Linked DNA regions of Sus scrofa: all the other regions are linked to region 1. A link is a contact called in public Hi-C and promoter capture Hi-C data. All regions are on one chromosome and are shown on one strand. The core of a region is the stretch at or near the end of the contact, and the rest is flanking DNA. Distances in the headings are between cores, read along the strand shown. Region 1 holds the start of NDST1 (bifunctional heparan sulfate N-deacetylase/N-sulfotransferase 1). Region 2 holds the start of RBM22 (pre-mRNA-splicing factor RBM22). Region 3 overlaps CAMK2A (calcium/calmodulin-dependent protein kinase type II subunit alpha).

What was found. Promoter capture Hi-C pulls out the DNA fragments that hold promoters and counts their contacts. A called contact is a pair of places that touch in the nucleus more often than the background predicts.
Region 2: a promoter capture Hi-C map of liver shows a contact between it and region 1, with 4 times the contacts expected there. The contact joins the promoter of RBM22 here to the promoter of NDST1 in region 1. A contact is called at or near these places in 1 of 5 promoter capture datasets (liver), 4 of 47 Hi-C or Micro-C datasets (embryonic fibroblasts, heart right ventricle and liver) and 1 of 2 datasets of contacts at active chromatin or transcription factors (alveolar macrophages).
Region 3: a Hi-C map of skeletal muscle shows a contact between it and region 1, with 2.9 times the contacts expected there. The contact joins the enhancer-like site here to the promoter of NDST1 in region 1. A contact is called at or near these places in 4 of 47 Hi-C or Micro-C datasets (embryonic fibroblasts, fetal skeletal muscle, skeletal muscle and 1 more) and 1 of 2 datasets of contacts at active chromatin or transcription factors (skeletal muscle).

The regions. Positions count from the first base shown.
Region 1 is chr2:151,432,351-151,435,330 of Sscrofa11.1, forward strand. It overlaps NDST1 (bifunctional heparan sulfate N-deacetylase/N-sulfotransferase 1), which reads left to right and starts at 1,575. Exons shown (of 15, transcript XM_021085025.1): 1 at 1,575-1,661. RPS14 (40S ribosomal protein S14) reads right to left here and starts at 1,601. Exons shown (of 5, transcript XM_021085027.1): 1 at 1,465-1,601; 2 at 738-888; 3 at 83-244. The coding sequence starts at 886.
Region 2 is chr2:151,670,808-151,673,787 of Sscrofa11.1, forward strand. It overlaps RBM22 (pre-mRNA-splicing factor RBM22), which reads right to left and starts at 1,530. Exons shown (of 11, transcript XM_021085031.1): 1 at 1,358-1,530; 2 at 887-940; 3 at 25-54. The coding sequence starts at 1,411.
Region 3 is chr2:151,269,339-151,272,318 of Sscrofa11.1, forward strand. CAMK2A (calcium/calmodulin-dependent protein kinase type II subunit alpha) reads right to left here. Exons shown (of 20, transcript XM_021085017.1): 14 at 1,009-1,049. Among named protein-coding and RNA genes, the nearest start is that of SLC6A7, 49 kb to the left of the region's middle. Within about 2 kb of position 1,448, at least 12 of the 83 cell types and tissues checked have an H3K27ac peak or open chromatin away from gene starts, as enhancers often do. A contact at or near this core is called in fetal skeletal muscle and skeletal muscle, where this site is marked.

The DNA of each region.
Region 1 (2,980 bases), core at 325-2,824:
GGGTACGAAGTCCCCAAAGAGAAACCAAGCCGACTGAAATCAGGCGCACTGGCGCTCAAGCCCGCGAGCCACTCCCACTCACCGGTTCCCGCCCGTGGCCCGGAGCTTGATGTGGAGGGCAGTGATGCCCAGCTCCTTGCAGCGCTGGGCCACGTCCTGGGCAGCCAGCATAGCGGCGTACGGAGAGGACTCATCCCGGTCGGCCTTCACCTTCATCCCGCCCGTCACGCGACAGATGGTCTCCCTGGGGACAAAAGCACAGGGTCCTCTCTCACCCGCGAGGCTGCAGAGTGTCCGTCAGGCCCCAACAGACGCACCGCCGCTCGGGGCCGGCAGGCGTCCCCGCCGGGGACCGGAAAGCCGCGAGCTCTGCGGGGACAGGCTCCAGAGGCCTGAGACACGTGTGACCCGCCGCACCGGCCGCTCCAACCCCTGCACACGAGGACAGCCAGCCGAGACAGCGAGACCTGCCGCCGGGGTGACGCCAGGCCACCAGCGCCCCTGTAAGTGCCAGGACACCCCGAGGGTTTAGAGACCCCCCCCAGGCTGGGAAGCCGCTGAGGGACACACGTGCCTCCTCTTACACCCCGGGACCCGGAGGCCACACCTTCCTTGAGTGAACGCTCGCTCCAATTCTCACAAGAGACCCTCCACCTGCCGCCCAGCCCCGGGGTCCCTTCCCCCCCTTCTAACCCCAGGCCCTGCGAGCGGGGGCCTGGGCCTCTCCTGATACTCACTTGCCCGAGAGATCGGTGACATGGACGAAAGTGTCATTGAAAGACGCGAAGATGTGACACACGCCGAACACGTTTTCCCCTTCAGCCACCTGCGGGCCGAGGCTGATGACCTGCTCCTCCTTCTTCTCCTTCCCCTTGCGCGGTGCCATTTCTGCGGCAGAGGAACAGCCCCGGCTCCGGGAAGGAGCGCGGGCGCGCGCACTCGCTCGGCCGCCCCCCAGGCCGCGCGGCCTCCCCAGCGGCTGCGGCCCCTTCCCGGCTTCGACGCCGCCCTGCAGCCGCCACGTGCAGCGCCCGCCCTGGCATCACTGATCCAGGAACCGCCCACGAAGGGGCCGCGTCCCCTGCCTTCCCGCCCCGAATCCGTCCCAAGACCCCACGGGACCCGTGCGGCAATTACCCCAACTTCCCAGACCGAAAACAAGCGGGAGACCCGAGGCTCGCTCCCGGGACGACGTTCCCGCTCCTCCCCGCCCCCCGCCGTGGCCCGGCGGAGGTGGCTGTGCCCCTGGGCCCGGCCCCGAGCGGACCCCGCGTTACAGGCGGTTCCGAGCCAAAACCTCCGCCTCCGAGACAGCGCCAACCAGAGTCTGCATCGACCCGCCGCGCGCCTCCCGCCCCGCACCTGGCTTGGCTTTCGCGGCAAAACCTCAGGCCCGCGCCCCGAATCTCGCTGGGCCCCCAGGCCGCAGGATGCCGCTCGATTGTCCCGGCCCAGGGAGCCTACCTGCGCGTCGCCTTCAGACTCCGCCACCGGAAAGAGAGAGTGGGAGGAGGCGGGGCGACGGGTCACGTCCGTATCCCCGGAAGTGAACGTCTGAGGTCACGGGGCGAGGCCGGCTGCTCCGGAAGACGCCGACTTTAGCGTTTCCGAGATGAAGACGCCCTCGAGAATACGGTTGATTCAGTGGGGCGCCTGAGGAGGTAAGGGGCTCGGTGTCCCAGCGAGCGCGTCGGCTTCTAAAGCTGCACGAAGCAGCCGCACTGGGTGGGTGGAGCGGGCCTGCGTCCGGGATGGCGGAGGCCGCAGCTAGACGAACGTCCGGCGCCCCGTCCCCGGCCCGGCCAGCCCGGAGGCGACAGCGCACCGCGTGGCGCGGAGGCGAACAGCAGCAGCGGTGAAAGTCTCATCCGCTGTGTTCTGGGCAAAATAGGAGTAAATTATTCAGTACTTGTCGTTATGTACGAGGCCGGGATAAGCGACCGATAGCCATTGATCCATTTAATCCTTACCACATTATCAAAGACGTCGTTTTGATTTTTCTTTTAGTATTATTATTCATGGCACCTGTGGCATGTGGAAATTCCTGGGCTGGGGTCACGTCAGAGGTGCAGTTGCCACCCTATGCCACAGCAACACCAGATCCAACCCACATTCCGTGACCTACTCCGCAGCTTGCAGCTACGCTGGGTCCTTAACCCACTGAGCAAGATCAGGGATCGAATCCCGGCATCCCATGGATACTAGTCAGGAGTCAGGTTCTTAAGCTGCTCAACCGCAATGGGAACTCCTTTCTTTTTTCTTTCTTTTTTTTTTTTTTTTTTTTTTTTTTTTGGAACTCCTGATTTCTCTTTTAAAGAAAGGGATTTCAGGGGGTTCCCGTTATGGCTCAGCAGACCTGACTAGCATCCATGAGGATGTGGGTTCAATCCCTGGCCTTGCTCAGTGGGTTGAGGATCCGGCATCACTTGCAAGCTGTAGTAGGTCTCTGATGTGGCTCAAATCTGGTGTTGCTGTGGCTGTGGTGTAGGATGGCAGCTGTAGCTCTGATTCGACCCCTAGCTTGGGAAACTCCTGTTCTGCCCATGCAGCCCTAAAAAGACTACCCCCCCCCAAAAGGAAAGGGATTTCAGGATTTCCCTTGTGGTGCATTGGGTTAAGGACTCATCACTGTCACTGCAGGGGTAAACGAGTTCAGTTCCCTGACTTGGGAACTTCTGCATGCTGCAAGTGTGGCCAAAAAAAAAAAAAAAGTGGGTAGCAAAAAGTAAAAGTCATCTCTAAGTTCTTTTTTCTGTCGTCAAATTGGAGCATCGTTGCAGAGGTAACTATCTATACTTAATATATTCCTGTGTTTTCAGCGTGTGATATACCGTCTTACGTAAATGAGGTGATATTCTCTCCAACGTCAGTCGCTTCTTTTTGACTCAACGTTGTGTACATCATCCCAGGACAGCCGATAAGATCTATCACATGTTCGTACAGATGAAGTTTTCATTTTTTAATTTTGAGTGTTAAATGT
Region 2 (2,980 bases), core at 280-2,779, 240 kb after region 1:
ATCTTTATTCTTTAACATACTTACTTTGCATTCCTTCCCGTACTTTTCTTTGGTCTGAAATAGAGAAAAAAAGAATGAGTTACAGAAAGACAAAAAATCGATGTCTGCACCTTCCCCAGAGGGACTCCAAGAAATGTATCTGGAAATCTCTGGCATCTTAAAGGGAGAGATGGGGTGTGTGCGGTGTGGGGGGTGCAGACCTAACCTAATCACCTACAAGTGAATCTCAAGATCTTATGGATCTACCACCAGTCTGCCACAACCACGACTCTTAGATTCACTTCCGGCTGCCAAGTTCTCTCCCAAGAACTCAGCCATGGCCAAGCCATTTTTACAAGTTCTGTCAGAAGGTAACTACTACTTATCCTGTGCTGATCCCTTGAATAAAGTCAATCAATACCTTTGAGATTGAGCGCAACACAGCCCTAATCTAATTACTAAATGTTAACTACTGCTAATTATACCCTTATTTACAGGGATAGAAGATACCTCACACTGAACAGATCACAAGGTGCAGTGACCAAAAGGCATTTGATTAGCAGTCAGGGAACCTCGATTTTAGTCCTGGTTCTCCTGTTAATTTGCTGAGGTTCCTAGAGTCGGGATATCTGAATTTACATCACAGCTCCACATCTTCCTTGTTTTACTGAAAAGACAGAATCGCTCTTTGCTTCTGGTTAACTAGGTAAATGCTCAACCAGTATTAGTTACCATCACAGGACTGTCCTGAGTCCAAAGTTAGAGAACAAGCATGACAGTCCTTTACCAGTCGTGCCTCCCACTCTGGGTCAGTAAAGCAGCACGATCACGTCTTGGCTGAGACAAACACAGCACCGAAAGCGTGCAAGTGCCACAAAATGTATGTGTGCCACACGCCATCACTCACCATTCGGATGTATGGGTTTTCCCCAAGACAAGTCTGGCACAGAATAGGAAAGTCCTGGTGAAAAAGGGGAATCTGGTTGAAGGCCAGGCTCCGAAGACCCTGCCACCTCGGCCACAGCGGTGCGGCGGGAGGCCGGGCGAGGAGCAACGCGGGGGAGCAGGGCAGGAACCCGAGGTCCAGCGCGGGCCGGGCCGGGCCGCGGGAGGGGCGCTGCCTGCACTTCCGGCGGGGCCAGGAGAAAGGACCCCTCGCCGAGAGTGGAACGGGCTGGTCCTGAAGCCTGGCCGAGCTCTCCCGGTCCAAACCGCAGAAGGGCGGCCCCCCGGCCTCCAGCCTCGGCCAAGCTAGGCCGCAGCGCGGCTTCTCCCTAAGGTTTCCCGGGCCGCGCCGCAGCCGCGTCCCCGCCCGCCCGCCTACGGCCTGGCCCCGCCGCCTCCTTCCGCCTCCCTCCGGCAGAGCGGGAACGCTCACCGCATCCTCCCAGTTCTGCCTGTTGTAGGTGTTGGAGCCCAGGGACGTCGCCATCTTCACAGCGTCTGCAAAGGTAGCCGCAGTTCCGAGCTGGGAGCGCGGACCGCCACGATCCCGTCAGGCCCCGGGTGCCCCCGGCACGTCGACGTCTTATTTACGCGTCCTGCGCGCCTTGGGGGCGGGGCCTGCGCGCCTTGGGGGCGAGGCCTGTGCGCCTTGGGGCGGGGCCTGTGCGCCTTGGGGCGGGGCCTGTGCGCCTTGGGGGCGGGGCCTGTGCGCCTTGGGGGCGGGGCCTGCGCATCCAGACCGCGCCCGCGCGGAATTGCTTGCTTTGCAGTTGCCGTACAGTTGCTTTCTTCCGGCTGGTTGCTTCCGGGGATGACGCTTCCCAAGTACAATTGATTTATTTAAACATCGCGGGAAAGAATGAAGAGACACATAATGAATGAAGGGCCGGTGTTAAAACAGCGTTAGCCCCATTGAGCGCTTATGCCCCACGGTGGGGGAATGCCTTGCCTGACAGTGTCCAAGTTAACACTTGGACATAATAACCCCTCTACAGTGTTACCAGATTTAGCAAATAAAAGCCCAGTTACATTTTGTTTCCTTTTATTATTATTTTTTAATAGTCATTCCCCCAATACAATTTTTTTGCTACTGTACAGCATGGTGACCCTGTTACACATACATGTACACATTCTTTTTTCTCACATTATTGTGCTCCATCGTAAGTGACTGGACACAGTTCCCAGTGCAGTTACACTTGAACTTCAGATAAACAGGGAGCCCTATTTTAGTATAAATATATTCCAAACATAACTTACACTAAGTAATGACTCATTTACCTGAAAGTCAAATTTGGCAAGAGGCCCTTAATTTTATCTGACAACCTCTACCCTCTAGGCAAGTATGATTATACCTCTTTTATAGAAGGCACCTGAGGTTTAGCGAGATTAAGTAACTTGCTTCTGATCGTGTAGCTAAAAAATGATTAAGTCACAAATCCAAACAATAGTATGGTTTTTCCAACTTCTGAAATGAAAAAGGTCTTACAGATCAACACATACTTTGTTACGTCGTTTTTGGAAAAACTCAACCACTCTGCCAATATTTTTATTAATTTCAAGCATTCTGGTACCACTTTCATAGTTTTGTCATATTGTATCTTCAAGCTCATGTATTTGTCTCCACTTTTTTTTTAAATTAAAGTATAATCTATGTAAATTTTTACCCATTTTACTTGTACAGTTATGAATTTTTACGTATATTCATTACAAATACAGAAGGATTCCATCTTCTGGAGGTTCTGTTGTGGCTCAGCAGGTTAAGGACCGGAAGTTGTCTCTGTGAGGATGTGGGTTCAATCCCTGGCCTCAAGTGGATTAAAGACCCAGTGTTGCCACAAGCTGTGGCATAGGTCACAGATGCAGCTCAGATCCAGTATTGTGATGGCTGTGGTGTAGGCCTGCAGCTGCAGCTCCAATCCAACCCCGAGCTTGGGAACCTCCATATGCCGCAGGAGCAGCTGTAAAAAGAAAAAATAGAATTACCTTATCCCAAAAAGTTCCTTTGCTGAGTGAATCCACTTCTCTCCACACTCTGTCCATGGCAACCATCTGTGTT
Region 3 (2,980 bases), core at 198-2,697, 160 kb before region 1:
TTCTTGTTTCTTTAAGCCAAAATCTTGGAAGTCATGGGTTCACCCCCCTTTCACACCACTGTACCCACGGGGAACCTCAAGCCCTAAGAGTAGCAGGGCCCAGATCCCGGCCTCAGGCAGACAGCCCGGCTCCCCTCCCTCCAAGCCCCGGCAGACCAAGACAGGGGCCTGAGACTCTAAACACCACTACAAACCAAGCCATGAAGCCACCGGCCCACCTGGGTGGCTGTGTTTGGACAGCGTGCCACAGCTTTCAGTGTCCCGGGCACAGCCTTGCCCTGGGGCCCTGGCTGGGCAGGGTCCGAGCCCAGCAAAAGGCAGCGTCTCAAGAGAGGAGAACCCACAAGGCGAGCCAGTGGCAGGGGAGGAGGGAGCTGCGGAGAGCGGGGACCAGGCCCCAGAGGGCAGGGCGAGCGGAGGGAGGGGACGGATGTCAGGCGGGTGTGGAGCAAGGGGCTCGGGCAGCAGGCGTGGGACAGGGCGGCCTGGGTCCGGGGAGGGGCGGAATTCTTGGCGCTGAACTGGCAGGCCTCCGTGGGGATGGGTGCCTCTGGATGTCAAAGCCGAGAGGCTGGGCTGCCCATCCTCTGTGGGCTTCGTAGGCTGGACAGGCCGTGCCTCGGGTCAGGGGCCCCGGGCCGCCAGCCCCCACTCGGGAAGAGGGAGGCACGGCTCCCGGCACCCAGCCCTCTCTGCACCCTAGCTCCCCAGCCCTCTAGCCCTGGAGAACCACAGAGTCTCCTTCGGCCTCCGTCCTTAGGGCCACCCCAACCCCAGGCCACCTGCCTCTCCCCCGCTCCTCAGCCCTCCCCTCCCCCTGCCCCGATCCTGGCGGGAACGGGGGCCCGGAAGCCCGGGTCTCTGGGTCTGGGGACGCCGGTCTGCCCGGGCGACCAACCTGCCCAGAACACCGCGAGCAAGGCCTGGCTCTGCCCCTGGCCCTGCCAGCCGGGCCCTGAGGGCGGAAGCGCCCCCGGAGGCAGGCCCTGCCAGCTCTCCGGGCCTTACCTTCACGCCGTCATTCTTCTTGTTTCCGCCACTCTTCCCACCTGCAGAGGAGTAAAAGTAGAGGCTTAGCAACACCAGGCAGGGCACCAGGGCCCACAGGGCCAGGAAGAGCAGCATCCACGGGCAGCGGAAGGCACGGGGCCGGCCGGCAACGCGGGGACGCCTCCTCCTGGGCCCTCTTCCTTCCCGGGTGGGCTGGGCTCCGCCTTGGCAGCGATCTCAAGTGTGACCCTCGGGCCCCATGGGCCGCGGTGGGTGCTTGGCCTGTCCCGGGGCCGTGGAGCTGCTCTTTCAGTCTGGGGGTTCCCTCTAGAGCCCGGTCGCTCCCCGAGCTGTTGGAGGCCAACCCGGAGGCCCGGCTGCCCGGCCCGGGGCTGGCGGCTCCCTCCCCTCCGGCCCGCTCTAATTTTAGCCCCATGCTGCTGTGGGTCATGTGTCAGCCCTGCCCACTCGCTCTCGACAGCTGCGAGCCGCATTTCGCCCGTGAGAAGAAGCAGGTGCCCCCTGTCTGGGGCCTCCCCTGCAGAGCAGCCTCCCCTGCAGAGGCCTCCCTGCCTCCAGCCCCGAGCCCCACGCGGGGGCGGCCGAGCAACAGCTCTCGGGGAGGCCACACTTGCCCTCCTTGCCCTGCCCTCCCGGTCGCCCCCGGCCTGAGCCCTTGGGGGAAAGGGCAGGAATGCCCAGCCCGGGCCCGGGCCCCCGGCTGCTTCAGACCCCAAGCAAACGGCCTCGAGAGAAACGCAACGGTATCTCCGAAGCGCCTGACACGGCTCCCGACACGGCTCCCGATGCGTACGCAGCAGATGCTCAGTCAACGGCCGCCACGGAAGGTCCTCGTCCCGGCAGCCCGGGGAGGGCGAGCCGGGGAGGAGAGGGGCCCGGGGCGTCGGCGCCCCCGAGGCGTGGAAGGACGGGGCTCAGCCCCCCGGCCGTCACCACATTCCCACCTCTGGGCCCCCTCGGCCTCTCAGACCGAGGTTCCCTCTTGCAAAGCAGTTGGGGGCGGGGGGCAGTGAGTGCCCCTGGGTCCCGAGGCCGAGAGGAACGGCTGTCCCCCCACCCCCGGGCTCTGTGGGCCAGTTCGGGACCTCCCTGCCCCTCCGGCCTCCAAGTGGCCCCAGCCCGCTGCTCCGGCACTGCGGGGCCCGTGAGGCCACACATTCTGACTTTCAGGAGAAGTCAGAAATCTGGGAGTTGCTATGAAATCTCCTGGCTTTTAAGCGCTTGCCCCCCATGATTTTTTTAACCACCACTGGCCCCCCCGGCACATGGTGGGAGGGGAGCTACCCAGACACCCCATGGTGTGAGCTCTGGACTGGAGTTCTCCAGGCGCTTCAGTTGTTAAAAAAAGCCTCTGCCTGCCGGGCGGCTCATCTTTCAGCTGAAGGAACTGCAGGATCCTGGTCTGGGGGCGGGGGGGAAGGCAGGGCAGGGGTCGGGGAGAGAGCACCAAGCCCAGCTTCCAGCAGTTTCCTGGCCCCGGGTCTTGTCCCAGCTGGTAAAACGGGCAGATGGACCCTCTCGGCAAAGCCAGGGCCGGAGCTTCCCAGAGGCCGGGCCTGGTGGTGGGACGGGCCCTGTGCCCACGGTAGCCCAAGGGCCCCTCGGGTGAGCTTGGCTATATCTGCTCGGCTGCCCTGTCAGCCTCCCCAGGCTCCCGAGAGCCAAGCCTCTGGCGGGCATTGGCCCCGGCACTCGCCACCGTGCCAGGGGAGCTTCTCGCTAAGCCCCAGCGCTAAACCCTTCCCCTTCTCTCTTCGGGGCCACATGCTGCGGGCGCAAGGACGCCCCGCCTTAACAGGCCAAGGCCGAAGGCTCCCGCCTTGGACGCATCGGTGACCCAGCCTAGGAAGGGCACTTGCTCTGGGGCTGGTCAAACCTGCACTGCGGAGTTCTCGCTGTGGCTCATCGGGTGAAGAACCTGACTAGTATCCATGAGGACGTGTGTTCGATCCCTGGCCTTGCTCAGTGG